2 separate regions of the Mus musculus genome follow, and region 2 is linked to region 1. Evidence: chromatin contacts called from public HiChIP or PLAC-seq data. All regions are on one chromosome and are shown on one strand. Each heading gives the region's core, a stretch centred on a gene start, on an enhancer-like site or on the middle of the called end of the contact. The rest is flanking DNA. Distances are from core to core; before and after follow the strand shown.

The links. HiChIP or PLAC-seq counts read pairs in DNA pulled down with a chosen protein or histone mark.
Region 2: an H3K27ac HiChIP or PLAC-seq map of the NIH/3T3 cell line shows a contact between it and region 1, with 9 times the contacts expected there. The contact joins two enhancer-like sites. A contact is called at or near these places in 6 of 484 Hi-C or Micro-C datasets (the 3T3-L1 cell line, 3T3-L1-derived adipocytes, cranial neural crest and 3 more) and 2 of 115 datasets of contacts at active chromatin or transcription factors (the NIH/3T3 cell line and embryonic stem cells).

What each region holds. Positions count from the first base shown.
Region 1 is chr7:72,397,926-72,403,920 of GRCm38.p6, forward strand. No RefSeq gene overlaps it. Among named protein-coding and RNA genes, the nearest start is that of Gm39035, 94 kb to the left of the region's middle. Within about 2 kb of position 3,571, at least 4 of the 459 cell types and tissues checked have an H3K27ac peak or open chromatin away from gene starts, as enhancers often do. A contact at or near this core is called in the NIH/3T3 cell line, where this site is marked.
Region 2 is chr7:72,689,335-72,695,329 of GRCm38.p6, forward strand. No RefSeq gene overlaps it. Among named protein-coding and RNA genes, the nearest start is that of Gm36865, 130 kb to the right of the region's middle. Within about 2 kb of position 2,702, at least 32 of the 459 cell types and tissues checked have an H3K27ac peak or open chromatin away from gene starts, as enhancers often do. A contact at or near this core is called in the NIH/3T3 cell line, where this site is marked.

The DNA.
Region 1 (5,995 bases), core at 2,321-4,820:
CTTTGCGCAACTCAAGTCAGTAACCTAAATTGTGATTTTTAAAATCAACCATCCTAACACAGTCAAACCCAAAAGATAGTAATCTAATATATGCTGAGTAATGACACTAGAGACGAACTACCATCTTTGTTTTCTCTGGGTAAACCATTGTTACTGTATGAGCACCAAACCTTGAAAATCCAAGGAAACTATTCAAATCCATCCCTTATACAAGTCTGGGATGCATAGGGTGTTTGAGGCTGAGGAGTTTGTTAGCATTACAAGGCAGGACAGCATGTGCAGGACAAAGTATGCATGTATGTGCAGAAGCAAAGCTACTAAGAAGTCCTGATAAAACAGGCTAATACTGCCCAAAACTCCTGTGTGAGCTCAAATTCATTTTCCTTGCTCCACCATCAGAAAACTTTTATTGAAGAAATACGGCCAAGGAGGAAGAGATAAAGACAGCAGGCAACAATATATGTATATGTACATGTATGTATACATGCACACACACACACACACACACACACACACACACACACACACACGAAGAGGCAGAAAAATCAAAAGGCACTTTATTGTTTCCTGACTCCATCCTGATGTACGTTTGTCACAACCCACACTCTAAGAAGCTGTGGTATAGAGTAATGGTTGAGCTGAGTGAATCCGGCCTTGAAGCCTTGCTCTGCTGCTTACAAGCTGTGAATACTTAAACGAGTTTCCTAACCTTTGTAAACCCTACTTCTTCACCCATGAACTATGACCCCAACAGGCGCTACCACAAAGAATAGTCAAGTTCCTTAGGGTCATCTATATCTGGCATAGGCTCATTCTCAAGTAGTAAAGGAAGTTGGGTGGTGGTTCTGACTACTGTGTGATATTTGAGCAGTTGATGTGGAGTCTGCTAGTGCCAACAGGGCGCCAAGATCACATTGGTTTCAGACCTTCATTTTAAACAAGATAAAATGAGGCTTAAGGAAGCACACTCTCAACATCCGAATGCTGTCCTTTCAATGGAGAATTCATTCCGTTAACAGTCCAGCCCATCTAGAAAAATAAAATACTTTCTGAGCATTGCTTTGAAAATCGTTATTGCTGGTGCTTAGACATCTGTGTTCTTGATATATTTCCTTCAGTGGCTACTGCAGACTTTCTCTTCTCATTGCGCCCCCCCCCGCCCCCTACAGCTAGCATGCAGTTGGGGTTCATGCCAGAGACTACTTACCATTATACCCTTCTCATAAACCATGTTGTGCTGGCTGTAGTCTTTATATTTTCTCCCTTTGTCTCTCCAGTTTTTCCATATTTCCCATTTCTTCTGGAGACAATGGAATCAAAAGCAGGGGCAAGGAATGAAAGCCTGGGTAGTGGCTGTGTGGTGTAGTAAAGCAGAGACACAAGCACACTCTGCAGTTTTCTCTCCCTTATACTTCCCAGCACTAATACCAACTCTTGCTAACCTGGAATCCCCTTTGTGTTCTGACAAACCTTCCTCCTCTTCGTTGATGTGATTGTTACTATTAATTGTCTACTTGATATATTCTAGGATCACCTGGGAAGAGTCTCAATGAGAGATTGGCTACATTGGACTTGTCTGTGGGGATTGTTTTAATTCATGTGGGAAGTCCCAGTCCATTGTGGGTAACACCATTCCCTAGGCATGGTGCTCACTAAACCATCAGAAGAGATCTTTAGAATGCAGACTACAAGGATCCTAGAAAAGACACACTGAATTAAAATTTCTGAGATAGGAACCAAAACCCAAAACCAACCAAAACAACAACAAAACCCTCAGATCTCTATCAAGATATTATCTAGTTTTGTTTTTGTTTTTGTTTTGTTTTGTTTTTGTGTGTGTGTGGGGGGGGGGGGAGGACAGGGTTTGTCTGTATAGGCCTGGCTGTCCTGGAACTCCTTCTGTAAGCCAGGTTGCCCTCAAACTCAGAAATCCACACGCCTCTGCCTCCCAGATGCTGGGATTAAAGGCATGTGCCACCACTGTCCAGAATTATCTAGTTTTGATGGGACCAACAGGAAACATTTGGGAATCGCCAACCCAAACCATCTGAATTGGGGACTTTCTCAGTCTCTTCTCCCCCAACATAATTGTTCCTCAACTTCCTGGTGTAAACATCTGCATTATCTCCTAGAACCAAGATTCTAGGCATTAGCCAGGTGATTCCACAGCTATCCACAATTAGTAAGCCACAGTTTACAGTCATGCACACAATTTGGTGTGAATATTTATAAGTATTTAGATTTGGGGCTTTTGAATGTTTCCATAGCATGTCATGCAGTCCCAGAATTTCCCAGAAGATGGCATGATGACTTCATGTAATGATAAAGGAGCTGCTTCATGATTTGGCCACAGGGTGGGAGCATTGTACAGTGTTTAGCTGGCCACCATGATAATTTTTTTCTCTCTTATTTTTTTGGTAATAGATATTATTATAATTATTATTAGATGTTTTCTTCCTTTACATTTCAAATGCTACACCCTTTCCTAGTTTCCTCTCTGAAAATTCTCTATACCCTCACCCCTCCCCCTGCTTCCCAACCCACCCAATCCCACTTCCTGGCCCTCTCATTCCCCTATACTGGGGTATAAAAATCTTCGCAAGACCAAGGGCCTCTCCTCCCATTGATGGCCCACTAGGCCATCCTCTGCTACATATGAAACTAGAGACATGAACTCTGGGGGTACTGGTTAGTTCATATTGTTTTATAGGAGGAACACCATTGTATTTCTACAACAGGGGAGCCTTTAGACTTTGGTTAATTTTAACAGACTTTATTATCTCAGTTTTCTAATGGCGACTCCTGAAGAGACCCTATGAGGTCTTTGGTGTCTCAGAAAGATCTATACCTCCCGATTCATGGGTACATCAAGTGTGCTCAGACATGATTTAGACTTGCTTTCCCGCAAATGAAAATTGCTGATAGACAGGTAGAATGGCACAAAGCATTCTTCTCAATTTTTAGCGACTCAAAGTGACAACAATTGAAGGCATTGAAGGGATGTGTGTCTTTGGGGCTGTATTTGTGGGACACACCATCAAAGTGTGGCAAAACCCATTCCCTGGGACGTTGGCCAATAGGAGAGGGAGAGAAAAGACAGGGGTTGGTGTCAGTTTTGTAAAGCAAATGGGCCAAACTCCCCTTTGGAGAGCAGGGATTCAACCCTAACAAAGTCTGTGTTTTTAAGAAGACCCCCAATCTCTTGATGGAGGATCCCAATATTTCAATATTGGCAACTATCTCAAATAGTGCACAGCAAGACAAACAAAGCACAACTCTAAAAAACAATTTAATATTTGCCTGGCAATTAATATTTCCTGGGTTTCCAGGTCAGAAAGGCTGGAAGAAACCAGAAGAGGATGACTGGGGTCCAAACTGCAACACCATACCTTGAATTTTCTGTTGTGAAAATTATATTGGGATAATCTCCACAGGTTTGTATAGGAGTATTCTTTTATCACTGCAGTCCCCACAAGAAGCAGCGACGGTAGGAATTTTAAACTAACTTCAGAGCAACTCCTTAGATTATTTGTCTTGGCTTCAGTAGCAGAACAATCTTGCTTCTACTCCTGTCGCTGAAATATTTTCATGAATAATTGGCATAATATCTCCATGTGACTCATGCAATTTTGTCTATACTGGAAATGTATCATTTATTTTTTTCGTGATTTTGAAAATGACACATGTCACTTTGGGGCAGAAGGAGGGTAACCTCTAACACCATATAAACACTCCATAAACTTTAAAGTTATCTTCCTATAAAGCCACCCTGCCACCCACCATGGTCAGACTTTTGTGTATTTCTGCTGTACAACTTAAAACATAAGGACACGGGATAAATGTACAACATGAGCATCCACAGCCTCTTTTTAAAAGGTTAGTAACACTAACTTGCAATCTACTCTTTCAGCCCTAGACATCATTTGATAAATTCATTATGATCCTGATTGTATTCTTCTTGGAAGATCATCAATAGACCAAAGGTGTATTCAGAGGATATCCCCACCATTTACCAGTACTGTCACTTAGCATTCTAATCTTGTTCTTATCTTTAATGGAACCCCTTTTTTTCATAAATAAACTTAAGGGTGGGTTTGGTAATCCACACATTAATTGTTTTTTTTTTTTAAGATTTATTTTAGTTTTGTTCATCTGTGTTTGGGTATACTCATGTGAGTGAAGCTGACATTGCAGGTAGTTGTGAGGCACCTGGTGTAGATGCCAGGAACTGAACTCTGGAAAACAGTATTCTGGAATTCTGGAAACCAGTTAAGTGCTCTTTACCACTGAGCCATTTCTCCAGTGCCACTGAGTCTCTGTTTTGTTTGGAACCGTGTTCTACTCAGCAGCCATGGCTATAATGGCATTCATTATATAGCCCATGCTGGTCTTGAAATCACAGCAGTCTTCCTCCCTCCCTCCCTCCCTCCCTCCCTCCCTCCCTTCCTTCCTTCCTTCCTTCCTTCCCCAAAGGCTGGCATTACAGGGGTGAGCTGCCGTGACTAACTTAATCAGAAAGTTAATTAAGGCAAAATTCCTTGAGGTATTCTCTTCAAGAATCATATTTAGGTTTATGTTCTTCAGATGTTTTTGTGGATACCTGGGATTCACTGTGTAGCATAGACTGGTCTTGAGCTCACGATTGCTCTCTTCTTCAGTATCTCAGATGTTAAGATTATCATCCTGGCTATATGTGATATTTTAAACAAACTGAAGATGTATTCTGATGTATTCATTGAAATAAAAATACTTTCTTTTACATTACTAACAGACATCAAAACACCAGCAGGAAAGCTGATGAGTTTTCTGACTTTTTACAAGTCTAAATGTGGTGAGTTATTTTACTGCATTTCCTCCTCAGGGTGGACCCTGCGCCTTTGTGCAGGCTTCTCGCCATCCTTTCTTGAGATGGTCTACTCAGCTCTGCTTTGCAGGAAGGAGACTGACTCAAGCTTCTGTTTTCTTCACCTCATGTGCAGACATCTAAGGTTTGGCTTCCTCAGCAAGCTGGTCTTACAAACTTGCTTTCAGGTGCTTTTCTGTTTTAATCTGAAATACTTAAGAAGTATCAGTCTGGTTTTTAATTTGGTCATGTAGAAGAGATTTGTATCATTGGAGCAGTGCTTTTTAGGGTAGTACTTTTCTAAGTGATTTTCCCGTAGAAACAAGCTCCATTTGGGGGTATACTATAATCCCTTTGGATGTCTTAGATGTTTCTCATGCTCAAGATGAATATTAGATCAGAATGTCAGGAATATGGGCGTGCATAATTTTAGTTTGATTGTGTTTTGTTTTATACGCAAATATTTCTCACACACAAATTAAATTTGTAGTATCAGGATAGAGAAAACCTACTTAGATTTCCATTTCTTCTCTAATCAAAATTTTGTTTAGTTTTCATTTATGTGTGCGTGTGGGTGTGCGTGTGTGTGTGTTGGTGGATAATGTCCACATGAGTGCAGTACCCAAAGTTTCCCCTGGAACTAGAATTACAGGTAATTCGAAGTCCCTTGACATGGACCCTTGGAACTGAACTTGAGTCTCCTGTAAGAACAGTTTATGGTCTTACCCTCTGAGCCATCTCTCCGGCCTCCTCTGTCTCTTCCTCAATCAATTGTAATATCTGCATACGTGATCTAAAATCTATCCACATCATCTGTATTTACTTTCAGTTGCTCAGTTTTGTTTCCTACTTTTTTTCCCCTTGAGCGCTGCTGAATACACAGAGTATAGAGTTCATCTCTGTCATAGCTGTCTTTCCAAAGTTACGTTTATTAGTGACTGATCTGGTCCTAAAGACAGAACCACCTCTGGAATTCATTTTAACCCTTCCTGGAAGAAATTGAATTTATTATTGCATGCTGATCCTTCCTACAAATCCTCTTATTCCTTCCCTATATCTATTTCTTTCTCTTTTTGTTACAGAGTAGGCTATTTAGTTCATTTATCTTTTTATTTTCTTATGTAGTATATAAATAGTTAATATATATAATAT
Region 2 (5,995 bases), core at 1,452-3,951, 290 kb after region 1:
GGGTATTAGAAGTCTTGGAGATGGAATTACAGGCAATTGTGAGCTGTCTGCCTCAGGTGCTGAGAGGCAAACTCAGGTCCTCTGGAAGAGCAAGGAGTGCTCTTAAGCACTGGGCCATCAAAAGTCACAAAACGTCCTTTGAATTCGAGAAATACTGTTTGACTCCTCCATCCAGAAACTGATGGATAGATAAAAGCACAAATATGTGTTGTGAGTACAACTATCTATATCTATATCTATATCTATATCTATATCTATATCTATATCTATATCTATATCTATCTATCTATCTATCTATATATATATATATATATATTAATGATTCACAAGCCATGTACAGATTACCCAGTCATCCTCAGAACTGTCTGCTTACAAGCTAGCTTATGATGACCAGATTAAGCAAAGTCAAACACATTATTTTGGAGTGTTATACCTTTTTTCATGTAGTTGAGTCATGCTTTTTTTTTTTCTAAAACAGAAAAGAAAAAAAAGTTTCCAAAGCTCAAAATTTGTGTATTTGAAAATGATAATTTTAAATGTTTGCTTTCTTTTATTTTTCAAGTATAAAAATTTATTGAACTATTTGGGGGCGGGGGGGTTGACATTGAAACCTGATATTTTATATCTTGGTTTCTGTTTCTCTGTTTAGTACAGATTGTATATGCAGGGTTATCCTACTAAAGAAAACTAATTTTTCCTTTGCAATCAGTTGTCAATTGGAAACAGCTTATTGCTTAAGGATGGGAGATTGTGTCCACCTCTCCCTCTCTCCACTTGCCCTTCTCAGCTCTTGAAGCCAGACTGGCTTGAATCTGTGTCTGCTACCATGGGCTGTGTGGGTTCATGTGTGTGTAGCTCCTGCTATGTCTGAGAGTTGCTGTTTCTTGGTGCCATGTATCTCCTCTGCCTTTTACAATCTTTCAGCCTCCTCTGCCACATAGCTCTCTGAGCCCCAGGGAAAAGAGTGGACAGAGAATCCATAATTTGAGTACTGGGTGGCATCCTAGCCTTTATTTCAAGAGCTAGATTTGGCTTGTAACTCATAAAGAAAAGGACCCTGTTGAGTGCTCAACCCATTCCAACTGCCTCTTTTATCCTTTGTTCTCCTTTCTGATTTCCCAAGATCTTCCTCTCATTTTTCTCTCTATTTGAGGCACTTCTATTAACAAATCTCGAATGCTTATGGATTGGAGATTACTCTTGTGATAATCACTATAATGCCCAAAGCTTCAGATTCCATGTAATCACCATCAAAATTCCAAAAATGTATTTCGCTGATGTAAAAAAAATAAATAAATAAATAAAAATCCTAATTACAATGGAAGTGAATAGGGTACTGAGTAGCCATCACAATAATTAGCCTATAGAACAATATGGGGACATCACCATACTTGATTTCAAGTTATGCTATAGAGCCATAGTAATGAGGAATAGCAATCTTCGGAAAGTACTGGCATAGAACAGGGGCTCCATGGAGACACCCGTACAATCACAAGCACCTCATTTTGGCTGGATGTCAAGGACATACATTGGAGAAAAGACTGGCAGAGGCAGCAATTTCAGAATTTAGATGCTACTTCTCATTATGTGTGGTACTTTTATGGTTTAAAAGGTTGGGGACTGCTGGGTATGATGTCTCATGAGGCTGTGCATTCTGGGAACTATTGCTTTCTCTCAAAGTACCACAAAACCATAACCCACATAGTATGCAATACTTCTAAGTATTGTCAGTGTATTTCTGCTGCATTTTTCAAAACCTGACTACATACACAAAGTATGAGGAAGAATATTATGAGATCTAGCCTCTCCCTGGTTCCCTAACCCATTAACTCTAAGCTCCGTTCAAATAATAAAATGGCATTGCTATTTGTAAACAATAGGTGCCTGTTGTGCTCATTAGTCCACACAAAGATTGGCACCAGACAAAACTAATGTATCCTGAGCATGTTTCAGATTCTAGACATCATGGTAATTTCTATCATTTTAAATGAGGGCACCATCTTCGAGATGAGTAAGGGGCCAGAAATGTCCATAGCCTGAGTGACATGAAGCAGAAAGTCAGTCACACCTGCTAAAGCTTTGCCACCTCTCAGCAGGAAGAAATACAGTCAATCTGTTCCATTCACTAGACATTGAAAAATCACATGGTGTTTACTGTAATGGAGTCATGAGGAGGAAGAAGGAAAGGGCATTCAATTCCTGCCACAGGTGACAACTGAAGAATGGGAATAAAAAAAAGGAGGCTTCCAGAGAGTCCCTAGCAGCAGGAGCTGATGCCCTTCAGTCAGATCCACTTATTCCGAATGCTGCTTGTGGTGAAAGATGGTTGCCAGGTTAAGCATCGTGCCATCTGCTTCCAGACTCGATAAAAAGAGAGCAAAACAAGATAAAGGGAATTTTTGAAGCTTAAAATCTGCATGAATGGCTCATACTTTACTTATGTTGTGTAAGCTTTCACTTCGCCACCACAGAATGTCACCTTTACAGCTCATGAATCCAAGATCTTTTGCTCAAAAAAAAAAAAAAAAAAAAAAAAGGATTGCCAGATAAGATACAGTTCACCCAAAACCAACACCCAGTAGCATCGAAGATGCCTGTGCTTTCTGGAGCATTCTTCGCAGGAACACCCTTTGCTACTCGGTGGGTTGGAGGAGAAAGGGGGCTGTGTTAGTCACCAAGGCCAGTTAGTGCCTGTGCATTCTGGTTCTTCCCCGAGTTTAACATCCGGGATTGAAAAGATGCCAGACACCGTGGAGGAAACGCTAATCCCTCTGAATGTGTTCCTGTAGAATTTAGTGCTGACTCAACAGATAGGTACCAACACGTCCTGTACAATGCGGGTGGAAGGAGGAGAAATCAGAAGGAACATTTATAAAAATGCTTTGAAGCATTTATTTCTACATAAATGTGAAATGAAATGGTTTAAGTCAGACCTCACTTCCCAAGTAAGTATTACAAAGGGGCTCTGTCATCAGGCTTCCTGGATAACACATCATGACATGGGGAATAGGCGTCTCTAGGCGGTACATGATTCATACTTCTCATTGATGAATCTAAGCCTTGGTTTTTAATTTTTCAAGTTACAAGGAAAAAGGAAGTAGAGAGTAAACTGACATCAAACATCAAACTCAGTGTTCCCCAAGACTTTCTTGGCTGCTGAGCCCAGATACACCAGTGTATTTGTCAGAATATTTTGGTTGAAAAGACTCAAATTAAAATGTCAATATATCAGTGACATGCCACAGCAGGCCCCAGGACCAAGAAGAGTTCCTCAATGCAAAATAAATATGATGTTTTTGTGTGCCTTTTTTGGTTTTGTTTTGGTACTTGTTTTGTTTTTGTTTGTTTTTAAATCTAGGTTGTTAATTTATTTGTTTATGAGAATGTGGAAAGAATATGAAATTGGTTGGGTAAGTTCCAGGAGGAGTTGGGGGAGGAAAAGAGTATGCTTATCAGCTGCATGAGTTTTCTAGTGGATTCTTTAGAGTCTTATATTCAGAATCATATCTTCAAATAACGATCCTTTCACTTTTTCGCTTTCCTACCTGTACTTTATCTATTTCATTTTTCTTATTGTTCTGGCTAAGAACTCAAATACTATATTGAACAGAAATGGAAAATTCGGGTATTCTTCCTCAGCTGCTAGCTGTCATAGTGCTGGAAGATTCTAGGTGCACAACAGAAGGAGCAAAGTAGGCATTAGCCTCATCCACTTGTGAACCCTGCAAGCCAAAATAATAAGTCAGTTACGGTGACTTACACAATAGTGGCCTGAATGTTATAAAAACAATCAAATACTTTCTTCATGACTTTAAGGCTTGCACTGTAGGATGAAACCCATACTGTTAATCAAACCAAGAACCAATAGCTAAATAAGTCAGAGGCCTGATGGTAGAATCTATTACAATCCTGCTAAATAGAAATACTATTAATCCTTCTTGCTATGTCCAGAGATTCATGCATTTCTCAGCTCTCACAAGAGAGGCTTCCTCTTGCAGTAGACAGCTGTTAATACAGAGCTCCATACACAGCTGGTCAATAGAAGAAGAGACTGTAGAGAGCTTAGCCCTACCTGAGACATCTCTATCACACTCTCCTTACAAGACTCAGGAACTACTGAAGAAGAGGGTTTGGAAAGGCCCTAAGACTGTGGACTGGACAACTACAGGGAAATTGGGTTTTCTGATATGCTAGGGCAATTGCACAAACCAATTCACAGCAGTTGTGACAACAGGCATATGTCATGAACAAGTTCAAGCCAGACAAAATCTCAGAATGGAACAGGCAAATGGGTCCCAAGTCTCACCTCTAGCTGATGAGCCAGTGACAATTGAGAGCTTCTTGGAAAGGAAGAGTCAGTTTTCTTTAAAGGTTTGACCCATGATACACAAAGCACCATCCAGGGGTTGGTCCTAAAAAAGCAAGAATATTTGAACCAAAAATTAGACTCACTGGATTAAAAAAAAAAAAAAGACAAAGGGAACATGAATGTAGGAAGTTAGGGAGAAAGGGGTGGACATGGGAAGAACAAATAAAGGAATGAATATAATCAAGATATATGGTATGAAAATCCCAAAGAACTTTTAAATTATTCTTAAAAATCGTTTTGGTTCCTTGATCTTGATCAATTATTTCTCATGTTGATGATATTCTTCAGTGTTGCACATGCTGTGATCAAATATGCTAATTTTCTTAGACAGAGCATGGTACACAGTAAAATCCTGATGGAGCGATCTAGTGCCTGTGGCTGAGGGATCATGTATTTATACCACACATTAGCATGTTGTTATATCACGCATTAGCATGTTAACTTAATTTATCAGCTGAAAGGGGAACTTTTATTTATTTGAAGGGTCAAGTGTCAATCTTGGAAAAATATTGTCACGCAATCCAGCAGTAAAGAAATATGCTTGCATGCACTCAGATGAACAGAAATGAGGTTGGTATGTTTTAACTGTTTCTCTTCATATTTTAAATTGTAAAGTCTGTAATAAAATATAGAAAAGCACAAACATGAGGGATAGTGAGGGATGATGGGGAATGGGAGGAGTGGGAGACTATGGGGAACAGTGAATAATGCTGGGGAAAGGTTTGACATCATGGGAGACAGTAGGGACAGTGTAGGTTAGAGGACTTTCACCTTCCTTGAAGAAGTGGTCCACTTTACATTCCATTACCCAGGTGGAAAAAGGGTTCTCTAGGCCAGCATTAGAAGCAGCTACAAATTCTGAATCAAGGCTACAAATGGTCTCTCTCTCTCTCTCTCTCTCTCTCTCTCTCTCACACACACACACACACACACACATGATTTAATGACACCTATAGAGTTGCTGGTTCAGATTCAAAACATCCTACTAAAGATACCTCCTCAGGGTCTGTAGGTTAAGAAGACAAGCAGGAACTAAGTATCACTAACTATCATCTTAGAGTCACAAAACCTTTAGAGCATTGAGGAAAATAATGAAACAATAACAAACACCTTTCCTAGGTTTCAGTCCCCTGAATGTGACTACTGTGGAGAGAAATAAGGCACACTGACCATTCTCTTTGGACTTCAGTGAGCATCATACATAACTATGAACTGCCTGTATGTTCAGTTTCCTCAAAATTCAAATGTTGAACCATGATAGAATTAGGAAGTGAGGTCCTTGGGCAGTAAATAGATCAAGTTTGGAAAGTACATATAGGTGGGATTAGTGGCCTTATAAAAAGAACCACACTCCATTCACTATGGGAGAACACAGCAAGACGGCTGTCTACAACAAGGAAGAGAATGCCTACTAGGAACCAATCATGTTTGGCTTCCTCGTCTCAGATACTTCCAGCATCCACATCTTTGAAAACTAAATGCTACTTGTTTGAGCCATCTAGTGTATGAGATTCTGTTACAGCACTCCAAATTAAGATGCATGGTTTTCTTAAAATAGCTTCCTCTCCTCTCTCCTCTCCCATTGGACCTTTCTGTGTGCCACTGTCTTCACCCAGATGTCAATCC